Linked DNA regions of Mus musculus: regions 2, 3, 4, 5, 6 and 7 are each linked to region 1. Evidence: chromatin contacts called from public Hi-C, HiCAR-type, HiChIP or PLAC-seq and promoter capture Hi-C data. All regions are on one chromosome and are shown on one strand. The core of a region is the stretch at or near the end of the contact, and the rest is flanking DNA. Distances in the headings are between cores, read along the strand shown.

Region 1 (2,996 bases), core at 350-2,849:
GTCTCTCATGTGGCTCTATCATGTAGCCAGGCTTGAGAACTGAACTAAGTCAAAGTGAGGCTTCCCAGCCTTGGAGTTTCAATGACAGATGATCCTGGGTTCCATTCCCTATGGATTTCAGTTTAATCAGGCTGAGGTGACACTTTAAAGATGACCTACTGATGTCACTGACTCCGTCCCTCTAAGTACTTCCCCTTCCTCAACAGCTCTCAGCTTCAGCTACAGAAATCACCCGGGGAAACTCTGAGAATGCCAACGTTCAAGCACTCCAGTCAAAACTGGCCATACCTGGATGGGAGAGATGCTTTTGTGGTTGAGAGCACTGGCTGCTCTGGCAGAGAACCCAGGTTCAACTTGGAGCACTCAGGGAATGGCTTACAACCTCTGAAACTCCAGCTCTAGATCGGATGCCTTTGTCTGGCCTCTGAGCGCACCTGAAAGACATATGCTGCGCACATACAATGCTCACGTCAGCATTTAAGTGTTGAAAGGAAGCACGTGCCTTTTACCCTTCAGCTGAAGTCTTGTGGCATCAGTTACTGAGCCTCTTGGTGTTCACTCCGATTCAACAGCAATAGCAAGAAAGACTGCATGGTGACCATCAACTATGTACATAGGCCAGTGCCTTTGTGTTCTGTGTTTGTACACCTAGCAAGACCAGTTTTTCATAGATGCGATGAATTAACAGCCCTATTTCTTCCTATTATGTAAGACTAGTGCTACTGCTCAGAACTGTGCCCCTTCATACGTGTGATTGCATCAGCAGTGACACCACATGATGGGAGGCAATTTAGGGGATAAACATAAACACTCCGAAGTTTTCCTCAAGATTCACAACTAACTTGCCAGTGGCTTCCCCAACTTGTGACCCAGAGATCTCATCAGAATCCTGGCGCCTGCATGCTCTAAATGATGGTTACTGAGCACAATTTTTATTTGTGGTCCTGAACTTTGAATTTTCAATAAGCTCTAGTGCATTCTGAAATTGGGAATGTCTGTCTTTCAAAGGAGACTAGAAACAAGAACTATGGCAAAAAGAATGCCTTTTATCAGTTAAATTCAATATTTAATGAGCACCTTAAGCTGGCAAAATGCCAGCACAAGACATGTGTTCAGTGTCTCTACAAAAATCACGACATAAAGCAATACATTTACTGTATTAGTCTATTCTACAACAACTATTAGTAAGACAGGCCTATCTTCCCCTGTGATGAGAGTGGAGTACTAAGCCAATGCTCTAAACAGGCAGTTTAAGCCAAGGCTCAATCTCAAAACTTTTAGGTTCGCTGTTGTCCTAGAATTCGGTTTAGATGTTACAGGAATTTCTACATTCTCTCAGTTGCAGGTGAGTTGTTACAGATGCTAGAATACTCTAATGAGAAGTCAGTTACAGGGAGCACACAAGCTATTTCGTTGAATCCCATTCCAACCTTTATGGTACTGAACACGAACAGCATTGGGACTTCATTTCCCAGAAGGCAGTGCGACACCGACTCACGCGAGCCTTCGGGGGAAACTTGCCTGTTTTTTTCACGCCTGCCGTAAAGGCGCGCGGTCTGCTGGGACATGTAGTTTGGTTAGCCCTAGGACGCCCCCTCAAATGAATGGGACCGGGTATGACTGAGAACTACAGCTCCTGGTCTGGCCGCGTCGGTGGCAGCTGCGGAGGAAGAGTTGATCAAGACGGCCCTCAGGGAGGGAACCGCTGGCGGTGGTGATGTTGCGCGCGGATTTTCTAGGGTAGCGAACTGAAAGGGCGCTTTTTCTGCGCGCTGGCTCCCCGTGCCCCGCACCGGCCATGCGCCCGGCCTTCGCGGTGGGCCTGGTGTTCGCAGGCTGCTGCAGTAATGTGATCTTCCTAGAGCTGCTGGCCCGGTGAGTGACCCTCTCGGGCCGCGCCCGGGTTCTCGAAGCTGGTCCGGGGTTGCTAGCCCTGGCCGCCTCCCTAGTGCGCTGCACGGGATACCCACGCAGTCAGCTACTCTGCAGCCCTGGCACTCCTCCATTCGTTAGCATCCAGGTGACAGGAACATCCAGAGTGCTGCTGTCGGCATCTCCAAGCCACACTTTGGGGAGTTTGAAGCCTGGAGACTTTCTCACGTGACCGATCCTAGGTCTCTAGGAGCACCCTCTCCAACTACTACTCATCCAACTCTAGCACCTTTCGCTGACCAGTGAATGAATGACACGTGTCTGTCTGGAGCAAAACTTTTCTCACAGAAAGTTTTGTGTGTGTGTGTGTGTGTGTGTGTGTGTGTGTGTGTGTGTTGACATGTTTTGCGAAACATTTGTTTTTGTTGGTCGTAGAGATAGATGGTTGTGAGCACTTGGCTTAGACTCATATGTGAGTGATGTGGTGCAGATAACAACTGAGCTGTCACCATGGTCCCTGGGCATTTCGCACATCACAGTCTTTCGTTGAGAAGCGTGCTCTTTGAAGTGTAGATTGGGAACAGGATTGGCTTTGTGGTGTGGTGTCTTGCAAATAACGTTGGGTAACTATGTGCAAAGTTCAGTAGGCAGAAGTTAGAAAAGAGACAGGAGATGAACTGGAAAACGATTAGGACTAAACAGCTCCAGTTAGTTATTTAAGGTTTGGAGCTTCGGTCTCCTTTTTCAGACAGTTCAATACTCAGTTCAGAGTCACTAGCTACAGGTTTCTATCTATATACTGCTTAGGGCAACCCTGTGACCAAGAGTTACATTGTTTTGTTGAAAGTGAAACAGATGCAAAGTTGGGCATCTTTTCACTATTTGGAAGTGGCAGAGCAAAAATGGGCTGGACTGTATCTGTCTAAGCTCCTAGCCCAGTAACATTTCCAGATGCCTTCCATTTTTGAACTTGAGTTTTGAACATGGTGTGATGTCTGTTGGAAATTTATCCTGTTTGATACTGTTGGTTTGAATCCTTCAGAAGTAAGCAGTTTATTTATGATCAAGTCTGTATGTGTTATAGTTTGCTTTTAGAGAGCTTACCGTTTTATTATGCAGAGTGT
Region 2 (2,910 bases), core at 193-2,692, 960 kb before region 1:
CACATATATAATTTTTAGCAATTTCATTCCTGTGTAAAATAAGTTGAGTCATTTTTATGCCCCTCCCCCTGCCCCCCAACATTTCCTCTCTCTTACACCAAAGAAACTGGTCTGGTTGCCTTTTTTGTGGTTTTTTTTTTTTTTTTTCTGCCTCTAGACATGGTTTGTAGACCAAGCTGGCCTTGAACTCAAAGAGATACACCTGCCTCTGCTTTCAGAGTCCTGGCTTGTGTCACCACGTCCAGCGAGACTGAGACTTTAAAACTTCAATTTCTTTCCTTACATTTCCCTTTTCTGTTTTAAATCCTCCCCTTAAACCTTTTGCTTTCAGGCCTCAAGTGTGCCAGACTAGCGCCCTACCACTGTGTGACATCCACAGTCCCATCCTACGTATTTTAATCCTGGATTTGAAAACTTGGTTCCTTTCACTTCTCCAAACCCCACTACATGCACACACCCTAGAATGGGGACAGATTTGTGTTTTTGGTCTCTGTTGTATGCTCCCAGCATATGGCACTGAACTGGGTACCAAGGAGCTCAGCACTTATATGAATAGATGAAGAATATAGGCAATAAACAGAATCGACCGCTCCAGGAGCGCCACTTACACCAGAGTTCTGGGAGGCAACCCGGGAAGTTCAGTAAATTGATTTTGTTATTTAGAATTTCTCGGTGCTCGAACCGGCTGCGGTTGTATTATGTCCTTTGAGACGTGTTTACTTGTGCAGTTTGCGAACCTGACGCACACTTCTGTGCAGGCTGGAAGAGTTCTGTGCAGCCAGCAACAGTTTGCAGGTAAGTCCACATGCTTTCACATCATCAGCAACTCATGCTACTCTGACTGCCCGCGTTCTCTTGAGAAATGTGCACATGGCAATTCAGGTATTTCTTCACTGGCGATTTTCCAGTAAGGAGGATGAGCTCAGCTGTACTGGTGGTAAAGGACGTGCAAAGACCGGGAAACGAATTAACGCTCACTTTTCCAAAAGTATCAACTCCCCACTCTAGATCAAATCCCGCGCTCTTGCAATGCTCAACCTGATTCTACCACCATACCGCCCCCGTCAGATACCTATCTATGGCGGGCGGGGCAGAAAAAGACACGTCCTAGCTTCCTCCGAATCAGTTAAGTTTCGTAGAATTTTGGTTTCCTACATTTCAGCTAACATTAGTGAAAACCGCCGACCACATGACACAGTAGCCACACACGCGGGCAGAAGAGGAAGCAAAACAAGAAGAAAGCCGGCGCTCCAGTAGCCACGTGAGGAACGAGTTCCCGAGCGCCTTCTCTAGTGATGACTTCAATTCCCGGCCTGCCCCGGGGCGGTTACTATCGGAGGACTACAACTCCCAGGGTGCAGTGGACCAGTCCGCCGCAACCTCCCACTCGCCCGCCTGCCGCTTGTCCCGCCCCTCCCCCGCCCCGCCCAGCCGGATCGGCATGCGCCTGCGCAGCGGAGGCCGGAGGAGTCTTACCCTAATGTAAGATGGTGGCCCGTCTAGCCGTGGAACCCACCGAAAGCTGAGAGTCTCTCTCTCAGCCGTAAAGGTCGGACTCACTGAAGCAGTCAGGCCCGGTTCTGAAGAGTTTTTTCGCCGACTCTCGTTCATTGGTCTCCTGTGAGGACTCGGCAACGCGTGGAGTCGGCTAAGAGAAAAGCGAGGCAAGGCAGGCGGGTGAGTGTCTGCGGGGCTGGGCTTAGGGGAAACCCGGCGCTGACCGGCTACGAGAGAGCGGAGGCTTCGCTGGGACTGTGCAGGCCGCACCCCCCTTTCTCCCCACCCCCCCACCCCCGCCCGCCTCGTCTTCACCCTCCTCCTCCTCCTCTGGCTGCCTCCTCCTCCTCTTCTTCCTCCCTCTCCCCTCTACGCCACAGCAGTTATCACCAGGAAAAGGCAGCCGGGTTGGAGGCAGCGCGGCAGCGAGCGCCGGCTCTCCTTGGAGAATTTCTTCAATTGAGAACCCAAGAGGGCTTCTCATCACCAGTTTTCCCCGCATTTTTCTGGCAACAGTATCCTTAGGTCTTGGTCCTCCTGTTTCCCCAGCCTCCTTTCCCCTCTGACGTCCTTTCCTACTGGCCCCGGTCTCCCAAGCCAGAGCCATCATTTCCACTCTGACGGGTGCTGCTGCTCACTGCCCACCCGTCCTGCTTGGTGGGCTTTTTTGCCCCTTTTTGCCCCATCCCTTCCAGAAAGGCTGCTCTGGATCTAGCCTCTGCTCCCCTCTGGTGCTTGCAGTCAGCCCCCAGTCTGTCTGCCAGACCCGAGTTGATTCCGATGTGCAAGTCTCCTTTAACCGCATCTGTCATCTTAAAGCCACCTCGTGAGTATCTAAATCATGTTGCTGCTCCGTTGCTCCGTATAACCCACCTGTTTCTTAACCTACTTGAGAATTGTCGGTTCCTTCCCTCTTTCCAATGCAGACTCTTTGAGCACACACTCCAGGATAGGGGAGATGATGCCCCGTGTTGTTCCTTGAAAAGTAAAGGAAGTTAGGAAGTGAATGAAGTGAGTGGGAGACTATTAACGTTAAGAGAAAAGAGCTTTCTTCGGGCTACTCGGGAAAGGAATGTTTTGCTTTTTTGATCTTTTTGTTGCTCATTTGCTATCCTTTTTTACCCCTCTTTTCATTTTCGACCTTCTCCGTGCTACTCAGCATTCTCCTGAATTGCCATTCCTCAGGACACTTGATGTTGTCTCTGATTATACCCATAAAGATCAGCTTAGAATTTCAAAACCAGGTGAATCTAGCGCGCACACACACACTTCATCCCCGAACACCACATGCAAATAAATACAGATGGTATTTTGATTGTATGTGGGTTACAGATTCCTTTTGTATCAATTATTGGCTCCGTTATATTGATGTTTATGTTAATTGATAACATTTATTTGTGATGGGTGCAAATT
Region 3 (2,700 bases), core at 39-2,538, 730 kb before region 1:
AACTCACTTTGTAGACCAGGCTGGCCTCGAACTCAGAAATCCGCCTGCCTCTGCCTCCCGAGTGTTGGGATTAAAGGCGTGCACCACCATGCCCGGCTTTTTTTTTTTTTTTTTAATTAAGAATGGCTGGCCTTGAACTCACAGAGACCTGCCTAGCTCTGTCTCCAGAGTATACACCACCACGCCTGGTCTTCATGCACTATCTTATCAAATCGTCATTATGACTGTGCCTGGTGGACATTATCAGTGCTCTCTCAAAGATGAAGAAATAAGGCAAAATGTGTATGTATGCCTTGTAAAAACTTCAAATAATTTTCTAAACAAGAAAAAGAAAGAAGGCAAAAGGAACTGGAAGTCCTTCAGAGAATAAAATATAGGTTGTTTTACAATTTTCCTGAGTTTAAAAACTGTTCACAAAACCACAATTAATTGAAAAAACTAACAAGAAACTGGGACCATAGGTCACACCCTTCTGAAACTTGCCTTTTTTAAAATTTCTCTAAGTGGTACATCTTGGTTGGTATAGTTTACCCTTCTTACTCAGGAACTCAGGGCTAGACAGGACTGGTGGTGGGGATTTTTTTTTTATTGCAAGTTCAAGATCTGTGTGGTCAATTTAGTGAGACTGTGACAAAACCCAAAAGCAGCTCAGCGGTAGGGTGCTTGCCTAGCGTGTGTGAGGCCCTGGCCAAAAAAGAAGGAAAAGAAAAGAAAAGAAAAGAAAAGAAAAGAAAAGAAAAGAAAAGAAAGGAAAGGAAAGGAAAGGAAAGGAAAGGAAAGGAAAAGAAAAGAAAAGAAAAGAAAAGAAAAGAAAAGAAAAGAAAAGAAAAGAGGTCCAAGCTGGACTTTTATGAGTTGACTTCACACTGGCCACTTTACCTGTTGGGGCTCGAGTTTTCTCCTTTTGTAAGAGGAGGATAGAGGACAAAAGATTCTGCAGTGTCATGCCAATAAGCTGGGAACATCACTCCCTCCCCGCCCTGTGAATATGTGGAAGGTTCGCAAGGTCCAGCTTTACTTTACTTGGATCGAGGCATCAGTGTTAGCAACTCAGGACACACTCTGTATCACCAGAAAACTTCAGCAAGCCGAGACGCCCGGGAGCTGGCTGAGAGTAGGGAGGGGCGGGGCTACAGGGGGAGATGGGCGGGGCGCCTGCGGGGCGGGGCGGAGCGCAAGGTTGGTAGGTTGGGCGTGGCGTGACGTACGAGGCGCCCGAGATAGGCTCCGCCCCGTCGCTCCAAGCCCCGCCCCTCCGCCCTGAGCGGCTCGGGTCTTTTGCAGCGCGCGCGCGCAGCGATGGCGGAGGCGGTGGAGCGCACAGACGAGCTGGTCCGGGAGTACCTGCTCTTCCGTGGCTTCACGCACACACTGCGGCAGCTGGATGCGGAGATCAAGGCGGACAAAGAGAAGGGGTTCCGGGTGAGGGGTCGGCAGGGGCGGCGGAGGCGGCTCGGGGGGCGGGCCTCCTGCTCCAACCCTGCCCTCCGGGGCGAGGGCGGCGCTGTCACTGCATGGTAGGGGACTGAAGGCGTCTCCGGTCTGGCCCTCGCTTGACATAGGAGGAACTGAGGGCCGGAGATGGTCGTGACATGCCCGAAGTTGCTCAGTGAGTGAGTCAGGAGCATCGGGACTCAGGTCCCTGGTTCCCGGTACAGGGCTTCACTCCATGCCAGCCTCTCAGCAGGTGCTAGCCAATGGCTGGCCGGCGTGGTTACAACACTTTAAGAGCCATGGTTGAGCGCAAGTCTGAATTTTGATGGAAGAAGCGGGAGCAAAGGGGGCTGCGCCCAGAAGACTGGGTTCAGGTCTGGGAGGTAGATTGTAAGAATGGCATCAGGGAATCATTGGAAGATTCCCTTCTGCTTTGAAGCACAAAGTTCTCTGATACTAGTTTCCACTGAGAGGCGCTTGGGATTTCTTTGCTTATGATTTGTATGTTTGCACGTACAGAGTTAAATTGGTCTTGGGCAGATGGATTGAGGGAGGTGGTGAGCTAGTTGTTGGCGCATCAGAAGGAAGTTAGGATATTGGTTTCTACCTTTCGAGTTTATTGGTTGCTTGGTGGCAAAGCAAAGCATTTCCCTACTCCAGACAGCAGTGGTATTCAAAACACTGTCATGGTGTGATTGTCTTTGACTGAAGGCAGCAGCCACTGAGGCTCAGGTGGGACTCTGATGACCCGCAGGGAGCCAGTAATCACTGTGTCTCTTGGAATTCAGAAACTGTGGAGCTGGGACGAGGACCCTGGCAATTGTCTCTGGCTCATTGGCTCTTACTTATTTTTACAGTGTGAGGCAATCAAGACTGCTGTTGAAGTGACATTGCCAAGTTGGTCAAGGAGACTCAACACCTGGAGCCAAAGCTCTTGCTTTCTGGAATTTCCGAGCTTGCCAGAGCACCAAGTCCTGTATCTAGCATGAGAAAATAACTTGAAAGCTAGTATGCTAACATATCTTGGGGATTTTATAGATTGCCAACTGGACTATATGTTTTTACATCTGGGAGCCATAGGAAGAAGATGAAACTATACGATGTATAGTGAGGTGAGAATTTCCTTCTGTCTGTCTCCCCTCAGGTGGACAAGATTGTGGACCAGCTGCAACAGTTGATGCAGGTTTACGACTTGGCTGCCCTTCGGGATTATTGGAGCTACCTGGAACGCAGGCTCTTCAGCCGCTTGGAGGATATCTATCGACC
Region 4 (2,718 bases), core at 182-2,681, 880 kb after region 1:
AAAATGGATTTTTTTAACTCAAGTCTCTAGTGAAGAAAAGAGGACGCATTAACCTTCAGTGACATCTAGGTCCAGAAAATAAAACATAATTTGGTAAACCACTGGCCCATCGTGTAGCCTTATCCCTCAAGGTAATTAAATCCAACCAAAATAGTTAAGCTTAAAAGCCACCCACTGCACAGCCACACTTGATTTGCTTGTAGGAATTCGCATGAAGAGATTTAATTCATACCCCAAACACAAACTCACATAACAATGACAGCTTCCAAAGCCCTTCAATCAAATAAATAAATAAATAAACTTCAGGTAAAAACAACACTATGCCTGGCAAACAGTATTCACAGAAATTATTTTTAACAGTACCTACTTATTCAATACAGCACTTGAGCAAGTGTTCTTCAGGACCCCACTGTAGTCATTTAAACAAGTTTTCTGACTATGTTCCCTTGAAACCAAATATAATTTGTATACACATGAACATACACACACAAGGGTAGTCCTAGAACTTCAAACTTTACAAATCTCAACCTAAAGAAGAATTGAGAACAGTGCCTGTGGTGACTTGAATAAGAATAGCCACACAGGCTCACAGGCTTCAGTGTCAAGGTCCAGCTTGTGGAACTGCTTAAGAAGGGTTGGTGAGTGTGGCCCTCTTGGAGGACGGTGTCACTGGAAGTGCACTTTAAGGTTTCAAAGGTCCATGCCAGGCTCTTTTTCATTCTCTCCCTACCTGCAACTTGCCAGTGGCCATGCATCCTGGTAAGTTAGGGTACTGTTGTGACAGGCCTGACCAAGCTGCTGTTTAGAATATGGAAGATTTGGGGACTTTGGATTAGAAAAAAAAAAGAATGCTGTAAGCAGGGCTTAATGAACGCCCTAGCAGAAACATGGAAGGCAGTAGTACTGAGAGCACTGTAGACTATGGAGGCCCAGCTCAAGAGGCTTCAGAGGAGAGGAATATTAGAGGCCAGTCTGTGATATTTTGACAAAGAACGTGGCTGCTTTTTGCCCTGTCCTTAAAATCTGCTGGAGACTAAATTGAAGAGTCTTAGATTGATTGCTTTGGCAGAAGAAATTTCAAGGTAGCATATACTGACTGTGGCGCATGGCTATTAGTGATCTCTCTTAATGCAAATACACAATGAAAAGTAGCAAGCGGGGTAAAGTGAAACATAAAATGCACAGTCTGAGGAAAAAGGGAGCAGCTGAAACAGAAGAGTGGTTTTTAAAAAGCCTGATACTAAATGAAGCCCAGAATGATCTCAGGGCAAGCCCAGACCTGCTTAATCCTGAAAGCTATTGATCTCCTAGGTCTAAGCAACAAGGAAAGTTTACTGCAAATGTTATTCAAGGAGGAGGCCAGAACTCCAGCCCCAGCAAGCAGAATTTGGCGGATTTGGTCAGGTGATTCTGGATTTAGAGTCAAGAGGATATAGGTTGTGTAATCTTCTACTCCAGTCAAGGAAAGCCACTAAGGCCAGACCTGTGACAAGGAATTCCTGCCTGAAGAAACTATTACTTGAAGCTGTGAAAGTGAAGTCTAGACTGCATAGGAGACCCAAGATGTTGGATGTGCCAAAGCTATGAGGTGGCTACCACGGAGAAACACAACAGGAAGTGAAACCAGCCCAGGAGAAAAACTTGTTGTAACCAACAAAGCTGGAAGGAGTGGGAGACGGGAAAAAGCCTCTAAGAATCTGGAGTTTGTCCTGCGGGATTTCAGTGTTGCTTTGGTCTAGGACTCCCTACATGCTCCCGTTCCTCCTTTTCAGAATAGCAATGTGTATTATGTGCTATGGTATGTTGGAAGGATGTAAGTTGCTTTTTTATTTTTATTTTTCTAAGACTTGTTTATTTATGTATATGAGTGCTTTGTCTTCATGTACACATGTACTTATGTCTGTATGCCAGAACAGGGAGTCGGATCCCATTACAGATGGTTGTGAGCTACCATATAGTTGCTGGGAATTGAACTCTGAGCAACTACTTCATTAAAGAAATGTTATTAAGAAAGTAATAGTTTCCCTGATGATTAAGGATGTTGAACATTTTTTCAGGTGCTTCTCTGCCATTCGGTATTCGTCAGGTGAGAATTCTTTGTTCAGTTCTGAGCCCCATTTTTTAATGGGGTTGTTCGATTTTCTGAAGTCCACCTTCTTGAGTTCTTTATATATGTTGGATATTAGCCCCCTATCTGATTTAGGATAGGTAAAGATCCTTTCCCAATCTGTTGATGGTCTTTTTGTCTTGTTGACGGTGTCTTTTGCCTTGCAGAAACTTTGGAGTTTCATTAGGTCCCATTGTCAATTCTCGATCTTACAGCACATGCCATTGCTGTTCTGTTCAGGAATTTTTCCCCTGTGCCCATATCTTCAAGGCTTTTCCCCACTTTCTCCTCTATAAGTTTCAGTGTCTCTGGTTTTATGTGAAGTTCTTTGATCCACTTAGATTTGACCTTAGTACAAGGAGATAAGTATGGATCGATTTGCATTCTTCTACATGATAACAACCAGTTGTGCCAGCACCAATTGTTGAAAATGCTGTCTTTCTTCCACTGGATGGTTTTAGCTCCCTTGTCGAAGATCAAGTGAATCAAAACAACCCTGAGATTCCACCTCACACCAGTCAGAATGGCTAAGATCAAAAATTCAGGTGACAGCAGATGCTGGCGTGGATGTGGAGAAAGAGGAACACTCCTCCATTGTTGGTGGGATTGCA
Region 5 (2,700 bases), core at 108-2,607, 780 kb after region 1:
CTCACCACCGACAAAAAAATGTTGGCAGTTAATAGCTAATAAAAAGTGAGGTGTTTTTCTTAAATGGTACATGACCAAATGGGTGATTACATTCCAGTGAAGTCCACATACACAAGAGTATATGTGCAGAACCAACTATAACCAACTGTTTAAAAAGTCAAAAAGGTATTAAACCAATTTGGATGGTTAAGGAATGTGGAGAGGTGAGTGGAGGGGATGATGACAATCAAAATGCATTACATGGAATCTTCAAAGAATTAATAAAATTAAAAATATAAGAAACAGTAAGAATACTGGAACTGAGATAGGTAGGCTATTACACAAATGACCCTTAAAAACTTTACACTGTATAATAGACCAATACACAAAGGCAATGTAATGAACAATCTCATTTATAGAGAGTATAGAGAAAAAAATAGATATATGGAGTCAAAGGGAAGTTGGTGGTTACCAAAGGTTGAGAAAAAGGAAAAGGAGACACTGGTGATGGTGATTGACAGTTGATGACCAACTTCCTTTCTGAATGACAAACACATTCCAGTTTTAGAAAGTGTTGATAATTGAGAGAATATTAAAATATTAAAAGAAACTAATACTATCTTCTAAAATGATATTTTACTAAAGGTAAATTGTATCTTAACTTTTTAAAATTTCAAATTATTTAAAATTATACAAAAATGTTGGTTCTAATACTCAATAAAATAAATTAACTAACAAAAGGAAGGAAGGAAATTTCATAAACAAATGGAAGGCTGATAATTTCCTAAAGAAATATTTTAAATAATGTTCAAACCATTATTGCAAAGAAGTTTTATACTTGGTTCATTATTTTAGGTCCAAGGAAAACATCATTAAAATTGATTATCACACAACATAAAAAGCCATGTTTCTGTCAATTCTTTCCCTAATAGCCTAAGACTCCATTGTTTCAATACTATTGTACTTATTAAGTCATTATCCTACCCGCTTCTCCTTTATCAGTCTTTCCAACCCAACTATTAATAACCTTGATATTTATCCTGCAGTCATCTCTCCCTTGGTTAGTACTCACCCTGATCCTTCAGCTTTTCTGGGGCATCAATACACCTTCAGTTAAACTGAGATTCATTACACAAAGTATTTAAGTTTTAGCTATCTCAAAATGTTCATACAGTAACGTGAAAGCAGGAAAGGTGAAAGGATAAACAAAAACGAAGGACTATATAATAATCACTGCAAGTAATCTTATCAAAATAGCATTGAGTCCAAAAACACTGTAGAAAACAAGGAAATATATTCAAGTTACAGTGGGTATTTGTGGAACAAACACCAAGTGGCATAGTCATAAAACATACTGTGGTGGTTTGAGCAAGAATGGCTCCACAGGCTGATATATCTGAATGCTTAGTCACCAGGGAGTGGAACTGTCTGAAACAATTAAAAGATTAGGAGGTGTGGCCTTTCTGGAATAAGTGTGGCCTTGTTAGAGAAAATATATCAATGAGAATGGGCTCTGAGGTATCAAAAGCCTATGACAGGCCTGCCTGCCTCTCCCTCTCCCTCTCTGTCTCCATCTCGCTCTGTTTCTCTGTGTGTGTGTGTGTGTCTGTGTGTCTGTGTGTGTGTGTGTGTGTGTGTGTGTGAGAGAGAGAGAGAGAGAGAGAGAGAGAGAGAGAGAGAGAGAGATGTATGATTCAAACTGTAGCTCTCAACCTGCACCACCGTGCCTGCCTTAATGCTCCCATGTCCCCATGCTCCCACTATGATGATAACAGACTAACCCTCTAAAACTGTGAGCAAGCCCACAATTAAATACTTTCTTTTATAACAGTTGTCATGGTCAGGATGTCTCTTCACAGCAATAGAACACTGACTAGTACACAGACAAATACTGATACAGAAAAACTAAATAACTTGATAATTATGTTAAACAAGTTTTCAAGCCCCAATTACGAAAATCAAAGTTTCCTGATTTATAAATCCTGTAAATTTTTGACCACCAAGTTTGTGCATAACTCATCAAAGCTGCCTAAACCACAAGGTTTTTTTAAGAAATGATGAGGGCTCACTTACTAAATATAATAAAATGGTGCATATAGCAGTCACTGATCTCTGAGGGACACATTCAGAGGGACACATGTCAACTGGAGACTCATGCTTATGCCTGCTGAAACAACAGCACTTAGTTGTCCATAGAGAACAAGGTCAAGAGCGAAGGAAGCAAGGAATCGGGGACAACTCTGTCTGAAAGTCCACAGAAGGAAGGCTCCCTTGGAGCTCAGCTTTGTTGGCCTTAACTAGAACTTAATCTACCACATAAGACAACAGAAAGCATGACTGCTCCTCACAGCAGACCAAGTGAATAAAACAGGGAATTTTAAAATCAGGACATTCTCTAGGCTGAGGTTTAATAATCCATAGTCATACAAATCACTGTCAAGTGCAATCCAACACTTCTAAGGACTGCATTTTAAGCTTCCATTAGACTGGAGCACTTTTACGATGATCCTATCAGTCATAAGTTGAGAAGTTAAATACCCTATTTCTCAGACTCTTGAAAGCATCACAGACTGAAAGCAAATAATGAAAACACTAGGTAGTTATGTCTCCCATCTTTTTTCTATAATAAGAAAATAGATTCTCGCCTGAAAAATCTACCAACTGACTTTTCTACTCCTCTTAACCAGAATTATTATGATTATAGCTAGAATAATTTCTCTA
Region 6 (2,993 bases), core at 435-2,934, 850 kb after region 1:
TCTAAATAGATCAGAGCATTAAAGCATAAGATCACAATGATACAACTCGTAGGTGAAGACAGGACAAACGCCTCAGAAACGTTTTTGACAAGCATTCCCTACATCTGACACCATACACACATGCGAAAAAGGGAGGGCGGATGGAACATGATCAAAATTTGAGCAAAGGTCCACAATGGACAGCCAACATAATAAAAAGGCAATCTATTCTCAAACACAAGAAAGTACTGGAAATTCATATCTCTAAAGAAGAGCTAATATCTAAAATAAGAAACACAATTTGATAATAAGAGAACAAATAACCCAATTACACAGTAGGCAAAGGACATGAGTAAACATTTTTCAAAGATGACAAACAAATAGGCAGCAAGCACATAAAAAGATGCTCAACATCACTAATCATTAGGGAAATGCAAATTAAAAACTACAATCAGATATAACCTCAGACCAATTAAGATGTCTTCTATCAGAAAGGGAAACAGAAAATGACAAGTGTGAAGAAACAGAGCCCATATGCACTGGTGATCAGAACAAACACGTGTAACTGCAGTGAAAACATGAGGCTCTTCTCAAAAGACGGAAACACAGACTCATCCTATGATCCAGCATCTCCACTTCTGGATACACATTCCAAAGACCTAATAGGACGATAAAGAAAATGTTTACAGCACCACACTGTTGCCATGCCATGACCTAGAAGCAACCCAAGTGTCCGTCAACATGTGAGTGGACAAACACATTAGCATCTCAGCAATGCAAGTGTTTGGCCTTGAGGAGGAAGGACGTTCTGACACACGTTACAATTTGGCTTGACCTTAACAGATTATGCTGAGCAAGACTTGCTGGTCACAAAGTACAAGCTCTGTGATTCCAATGATACGCAGTGCACAGAATAGTCAAATTCCCAGAAACTCAATGCTAGCTGCCAGAAATGAAGGAGAGGGGGAAAGAGCAGCTGATGCATACACTCAGGTACAGACACTCAGTTCTGAAAGATGAAAGCCACACGGCACTGTACACACAGAACACACTGAACTTACACACTGTGATGGTAGAGCATTCACAGGATTTTAAGCAGAATAGAAGAGATGTAAAGCTTACAACAGAAACGCCCTACACACAGGTTGGACTCCTGAGTTGGTTTCCCTTTTAAGTTTTCCGGATCAAAGCGCTGTCAAGAGTGTGACAACAGATACTCAAGTTTCCTTTGCACTCCTGCCAGAGGAATTTCCAACAGATATGCTGAAGTGGAAATACCAAACTATAGAGAATATCCTACCTTTTGTAGAAGAAAGAAGGGTCATGAGAAAAGATATGTTTGTCTAATTGTTTGTTTAAAAAAAAAAGATAAAGGAGAAATTAAATTGGATTAACAAGAGAGGCATAAATGATAGTGATGTCTTGAGAAGAGACACCCACCCAAGTACTTTTATACAGTTGGGATGTTTTGTGTATAGTTCACATGATTATAAAATAAACCAAAGTATATGAGAGAAAACACTGATGCAAAGGAACTGGAGTGAAATAAAAAGTAGCTTCCGATGCTTGCAAACAAATGTGAGAGTTTGAATGAGGACAGTCCACATGGGGCAGAAGTCCACACTTGGCCAGGTGGTGGCACTGCTAAGTAGTTGTATGTGTGACCTTGCTAGAGGAAGTGTGTCACTGGAGACCTGCCATTTCGAGTTTGCTGTCTCTATTTCCTGTTTGGGGCTCAGGACATAAGTTCTCCATGCTCCCTTCACCATGACCACCTGCTGCCACACTTCCTCACTGTGATGGCGAGAGACTCTTGTACCTACCTCTAGAGCTTAAGTCAAAGCCCTTCCCTCTCCAAGTTCCCTTTGTCTTTAGTGTTGATCACACCAATAGAAAAGTAATTCATACATACCCTAAGCCATAGAGCATGCAATACAAGAGGCTCCTAATTATAATCTGCTTTACCTACTTAACAGTTCAACCAATATCAGAGAAACTTCACGAAGTCAATGAAAATTAACAACTAAGAGTGTGCAGAGAATGAGAGACTTGGAAGCACTCAATCCTAAATGAATGTCTTCATCAACCCCTCTAAGCTTGGGGGGATGGATGACTCCAAGTAAACAGTGTACTCCAGAAAGAACAGAACTGATGCGTACAGGAACTCACAGAGTCTGGCAGAATGCACAAGAACTGCACAAGTGCAAGCCAGACAGGATCCCAGCAACAAGAGGGCAAGTGCACACAGGGTACCACTCCTAACCAAAATGCTAGTTGCAATATACTCTAGCAAAAGGAAAAGGTTTTCCAATGGAGTGTCACTGGGTACATCAACCACACTCCAGGATGAGCCCCACAAAATAAACTCCATGATCTATCGTTCTTTCTTCCTTTTTTTCCTTCCTTCCTTCCTTTCCTTCTTCGTCTTTCTTTTTTTCTTTTTTATCTTTTTGACTCCTTGTTTTGCTTTGTTGGGGGCATTTTTCTTGTTATTGGTGGTTGTCTTACAGGTTTTATGATTGTTTTGATTTTCACCTTCATTTTTGTGGGTTGCATTTGGCTTCTGGCTTTGTTTGGAGACAGAGGGGAAAAAAGAATGAACATAAAACTGAGCAGATAGGGAAGTTCGAGGAAATGGTATTAGTTGGGAGTGGGATGAACATGATCCAAATATATTCTATGGAAAACACTTTCCAAATAAATAAATAAATAAATAATTTTTAAAGTAATACATACTCTAAGCCATATAACCTATAATAAAACCCCTTACATTAAAGTTAATAAATTAATTTTGCATACGCCAGCAAGATTTTGCTGAAAGGACCCTGATATAGCTGTCTCTCATGAGGCTATGCCAGTGCCTGGCAAACACAGAAGTGGATGCTCACAGTCAGCTATTGGATGGAACACAGGGCCTCCAATGGAGAAGATAGAGAAAGTACCCAAGGAGCTGAAGGGGTCTGCAACCCTATAGGTGGAACAACAATATGAACTAACCAGTACCCTCAGAGCTC
Region 7 (3,029 bases), core at 502-3,001, 920 kb after region 1:
TGGACAGTCCATGCTGATGAGCAAGATTTCACATCTCTACTTATAAAATGTTAATACTAAGCCCAGAAATGTATAGATGCCCCATGTCCAGCACATGGGGAAGAAAGTAAACAGAACACAAACAGAAGCAATGCAATGGCCACTTGGTGAGCACGTCTGTGATTATCCCTAAGACAGTACGATGAGCTGGACAGAATCTGACCCTTTTTCTGAGACACATCGCAGAGCTCAGAGAAGGGAATAAGGTGCACATAGCACACACGCATGCAGCCTGCCCTCCGTCTACCATACATGTGAGCTGCTGTAGTCCCTGCCTCACCTCCTGAGCCGAGAACTTCACTCTAAGTGTATGACAGCTCGCCTGTAAGAAAGCAGGGATTAGCTAAAGAAGAAAAGATGCACATGGGCCCTACTACAGTTTTTTCTCTCTGTTTTTTGTTGTTGTTGTTGTTGTTGTTGTTGTTGTTGTTGTTGTTCTTATTCTTGTTTTCCTTTTTAAGAAACACTGTTGGACCTGACAAAATGGTTAAGAAGAACAACAAAAAGACAGAAGCAAGGAACATGATATAAAGTTGACACTCCAAGATGCATTCAAATTACACAGCCACTCTTTAGCTTTTGCTCTGCCCTATTTCATGTAAACTGTGATTACAATTTACAAAGTGCTGCTGAGTGAACACTGGAACAGGAAACGCTAAACTAGACTGCAACGAAGCTGGATGCAGAGACATTTCTGGATCACTAGCAATTTTTCACGACGACACCTCTGGTATTTTACATGATGAATTATATCTCTAACCATGACTAATTAATCCCCAGGAAGGAATGTGTTCACCTAACAGGCTAAAGGGTCCACCAAATGCTTCTAGCAGGAACAAGGATGGGAGATGGTTCCAGCAGACTCACAAGCCACCAGCTCCCAGTGACTCCCAGACAAAAATTAAAACATGGCATAAAGATCTGGAGACTAAAAGTGGAATTGGTCAGTTTCTTTTCACGTCTTTCTTTTTTCCCTTTTAGAACACCAGCTTCATTCAGTCTTTCAGTTAGCCAGTTAAATGTTGTGACAGGAAAACACACACTCACCATCAGCCATTCCTTCTTGGAGCAATTTTGCTCTCTTTGGATTTAATAGAGTAATGGAGTCCAGACAGAAGCAAGCACATGAAAGTCAATGCCATGTTTTAAAAGATCAAAGGGAACACACACAGAAGGGAAAGTGCACCTATGAAGATCAGGTTACTCACCAGGACAACCCGTCACTTACCAGAGCAAGGACTTCCAGCCAGAGACAGAGAAAAAGAAATCAGCCAAACCCAGACCACCGCCAGGAATACAGCAAACATGTCCCACCTTTTGGGGCCCTCAGCACACATCACACCGAGGCATCTGAGGTTTGCAGAAGGAGCAGTAGACAGCACTTGCCTAGCATGTGCAAGGGTCCTGGGTTCAGTACACAACACTGCATTTTTAAAAAGCCACTTTTTCTTTCCCCATTCCATTTACCTGTGCAAAATTTGAACATATTTAGCTAAGTACAGTGACACAAAACTTTAATCCCAACAGAGGAATTAAAGGCAAAGGCGTGTGGCTCTTTGTGTGGGAGTTCAACAGCAGACTAGACTACAGAGAGAGACTTGTCAAAAAAAAAGAAGAAAAAAGAGGAACATAAAGTTTGTAAACTGGGCTAGGTATGGTAATCTCATCACTTAAGAAGGTAGAGGCAGGAAGATCAAGAGTTGAAGCCAGCCTTTGCTACAAAGTGAATCTGTGGTCAACCTAGGCTATATGAAACTGTCTCAAAAACAAAACAAGTCAAAATCAAACAGTTGTTCTTAAAAGTAAAACCACAGACTCAAATAGGGCTTTGCAGTGGGGCAAGGAAGCATCACCCTATAATCCCAGACACTTAGAGGATAAAACAAGAAGATCATGATTTTGGGGTCAGCCTGGGCTACACAGTGATGCTCTGGCTTAGGAAAAGAAATTCTTAGCAAACAGTGACAAATAGAATTCTGAAACCCTGGTGAGTTCCTCAACCTCTCCTTGGATGTTTTTCCTCATAAAACAGGCAAGAGAACAGAACTCCTGCCTCTCCAGGATGTTTTAAGGACTGAAGAAGCGTGGAGAGAAAGGTGGGGTGCTTACTCACATTACAGAAGCAAAAGAAATCAGCTGTGACTCCTGACACTGTCAGCCCGAAGCCCCTCAAACCTCCCCATCCCAGTTCCTGGGAGTCTGTTATGAACTCGGAGCAGATCTTTTCTCTGTATTCTCACAGTGCCTGGCACATTAAATGTTTAGTAAAAGCTACATAATGAGCAACAGCAAGATGCAGAGTGTAAAAGGTCAGGCAGGACAGCTCCCTGACTGAGACAACTGCCGTGGAATGGCCTCGCTGGAAGCCATACATGCTGATAAATCCCTGGGAAGGAAAGCAACAGTTACAGGTATGGTGGCCCCATCAATTCACTGATCCTTTCAACAGGGTTTACTAAGCAGGTCACCTACCAGGCAGACTAAATGGCTAGACATACAGCAGTAACTAACCAGCCCTCCCTCAGGAAGCTAACATGTCAGCTTGGAGATGCAAGCCATAGAGTGGGTGGGTAAGCAAGTGCGTCGGGCAGAAGCTGTAGTACAGCAGAGATAAAAATGCCCCCCACAGAGAAACCCTGTCTCAAAAAAAAAAAATGCCCCCCACACTGGCACCAGCAAGGGCACAAAAAGGTACTTCGTGAATAGAACATCCTCTGTGGGAAAGCTGTTCTAGGGAGGGAAGGTGCCAGGCCATGAAGGAGAACAAATTCTAACTGCCATGGGGAGGAACCGACATGCGATCATAGTGGGTACCAACTGCCAGTGTGGAAGTGACAGGAGACGAGATCAGGAATCAGACCAGACACAGCTCTGTCAGCCTCGCTCTGGGTGGTCACTGAAGCCACTACCTCAGGGTGGTGATAACTTATCAGCCAGTAACCACATTTATAATAGTTTCATTGTAGGTTTTTGTTGGTGGTGGTGTTGTT

Evidence for each region. Promoter capture Hi-C pulls out the DNA fragments that hold promoters and counts their contacts. A called contact is a pair of places that touch in the nucleus more often than the background predicts. HiCAR-type assays count read pairs that join an accessible place to other places. HiChIP or PLAC-seq counts read pairs in DNA pulled down with a chosen protein or histone mark.
Region 2: a Hi-C map of CD8 T cells shows a contact between it and region 1, with 8 times the contacts expected there. The contact joins the promoter of Cnot4 here to the promoter of Slc35b4 in region 1. A contact is called at or near these places in 4 of 39 promoter capture datasets (liver, neutrophils and pre-B cells), 6 of 484 Hi-C or Micro-C datasets (CD4 T cells, CD8 T cells, liver and 3 more), 2 of 115 datasets of contacts at active chromatin or transcription factors (memory CD8 T cells and thymic regulatory T cells) and 1 of 9 other capture datasets (liver).
Region 3: a contact with region 1 is called in a Hi-C map of erythroblasts, with 5 times the contacts expected there. The contact joins the promoter of Wdr91 here to the promoter of Slc35b4 in region 1. A contact is called at or near these places in 2 of 484 Hi-C or Micro-C datasets (B cells and erythroblasts) and 1 of 115 datasets of contacts at active chromatin or transcription factors (embryonic stem cells).
Region 4: a contact with region 1 is called in a HiCAR-type map of astrocytes, with 2.7 times the contacts expected there. The contact joins the enhancer-like site here to the promoter of Slc35b4 in region 1. A contact is called at or near these places in 10 of 39 promoter capture datasets (the 3T3-L1 cell line, 3T3-L1-derived adipocytes, the C10 cell line and 5 more), 4 of 115 datasets of contacts at active chromatin or transcription factors (astrocytes, bone marrow-derived macrophages, extraembryonic endoderm stem cells and 1 more) and 2 of 9 other capture datasets (adipose tissue and embryonic stem cells).
Region 5: a FOXA1 HiChIP or PLAC-seq map of pancreatic cancer cells shows a contact between it and region 1. The contact joins the enhancer-like site here to the promoter of Slc35b4 in region 1. A contact is called at or near these places in 12 of 39 promoter capture datasets (the 3T3-L1 cell line, 3T3-L1-derived adipocytes, the C10 cell line and 9 more), 4 of 115 datasets of contacts at active chromatin or transcription factors (the NIH/3T3 cell line, extraembryonic endoderm stem cells, forebrain and 1 more) and 1 of 9 other capture datasets (embryonic stem cells).
Region 6: a promoter capture Hi-C map of the C10 cell line shows a contact between it and region 1, with 3 times the contacts expected there. The contact joins the enhancer-like site here to the promoter of Slc35b4 in region 1. A contact is called at or near these places in 9 of 39 promoter capture datasets (the 3T3-L1 cell line, 3T3-L1-derived adipocytes, the C10 cell line and 5 more), 2 of 115 datasets of contacts at active chromatin or transcription factors (astrocytes and bone marrow-derived macrophages) and 1 of 9 other capture datasets (liver).
Region 7: a contact with region 1 is called in a Hi-C map of CD8 T cells, with 4 times the contacts expected there. The contact joins the enhancer-like site here to the promoter of Slc35b4 in region 1. A contact is called at or near these places in 19 of 39 promoter capture datasets (the 3T3-L1 cell line, 3T3-L1-derived adipocytes, the C10 cell line and 13 more), 10 of 484 Hi-C or Micro-C datasets (B cells, CD4 T cells, CD8 T cells and 6 more), 10 of 115 datasets of contacts at active chromatin or transcription factors (the NIH/3T3 cell line, the SCID.adh cell line, bone marrow-derived macrophages and 6 more) and 4 of 9 other capture datasets (adipose tissue, embryonic stem cells, liver and 1 more).

The regions. Positions count from the first base shown.
Region 1 is chr6:34,175,657-34,178,652 of GRCm38.p6, reverse strand. Slc35b4 (solute carrier family 35, member B4) reads left to right here and starts at 1,599. Exons shown (of 10, transcript NM_021435.3): 1 at 1,599-1,875. The coding sequence starts at 1,799. Gm13855 (a long non-coding RNA gene) reads right to left here and starts at 1,605. Exons shown (of 3, transcript XR_868963.3): 1 at 1,431-1,605; 2 at 289-448.
Region 2 is chr6:35,132,269-35,135,178 of GRCm38.p6, reverse strand. It overlaps Cnot4 (CCR4-NOT transcription complex, subunit 4), which reads left to right and starts at 1,442. Exons shown (of 12, transcript NM_001164413.1): 1 at 1,442-1,677. Gm33046 (a long non-coding RNA gene) reads right to left here and starts at 1,648. Exons shown (of 5, transcript XR_868974.2): 1 at 1,477-1,648; 2 at 609-931.
Region 3 is chr6:34,909,419-34,912,118 of GRCm38.p6, reverse strand. It overlaps Wdr91 (WD repeat domain 91), which reads left to right and starts at 1,288. Exons shown (of 15, transcript NM_001013366.1): 1 at 1,288-1,422; 2 at 2,579-2,700. The coding sequence starts at 1,300.
Region 4 is chr6:33,291,999-33,294,716 of GRCm38.p6, reverse strand. All of the region lies in intron 3 of Exoc4 (exocyst complex component 4), which reads right to left. Among named protein-coding and RNA genes, the nearest start is that of Exoc4, 44 kb to the right of the region's middle. Within about 2 kb of position 1,431, at least 14 of the 459 cell types and tissues checked have an H3K27ac peak or open chromatin away from gene starts, as enhancers often do. A contact at or near this core is called in astrocytes, where this site is marked.
Region 5 is chr6:33,398,383-33,401,082 of GRCm38.p6, reverse strand. The region is part of intron 7 of Exoc4 (exocyst complex component 4); the gene reads right to left. Among named protein-coding and RNA genes, the nearest start is that of Gm38785, 43 kb to the left of the region's middle. Within about 2 kb of position 1,357, at least 14 of the 459 cell types and tissues checked have an H3K27ac peak or open chromatin away from gene starts, as enhancers often do. A contact at or near this core is called in pancreatic cancer cells, where this site is marked.
Region 6 is chr6:33,321,717-33,324,709 of GRCm38.p6, reverse strand. All of the region lies in intron 5 of Exoc4 (exocyst complex component 4), which reads right to left. Among named protein-coding and RNA genes, the nearest start is that of Exoc4, 74 kb to the right of the region's middle. Within about 2 kb of position 1,684, at least 12 of the 459 cell types and tissues checked have an H3K27ac peak or open chromatin away from gene starts, as enhancers often do.
Region 7 is chr6:33,259,998-33,263,026 of GRCm38.p6, reverse strand. The region is part of intron 1 of Exoc4 (exocyst complex component 4); the gene reads right to left. Among named protein-coding and RNA genes, the nearest start is that of Exoc4, 12 kb to the right of the region's middle. Within about 2 kb of position 1,751, at least 12 of the 459 cell types and tissues checked have an H3K27ac peak or open chromatin away from gene starts, as enhancers often do. A contact at or near this core is called in CD8 T cells and second pharyngeal arch cranial neural crest, where this site is marked.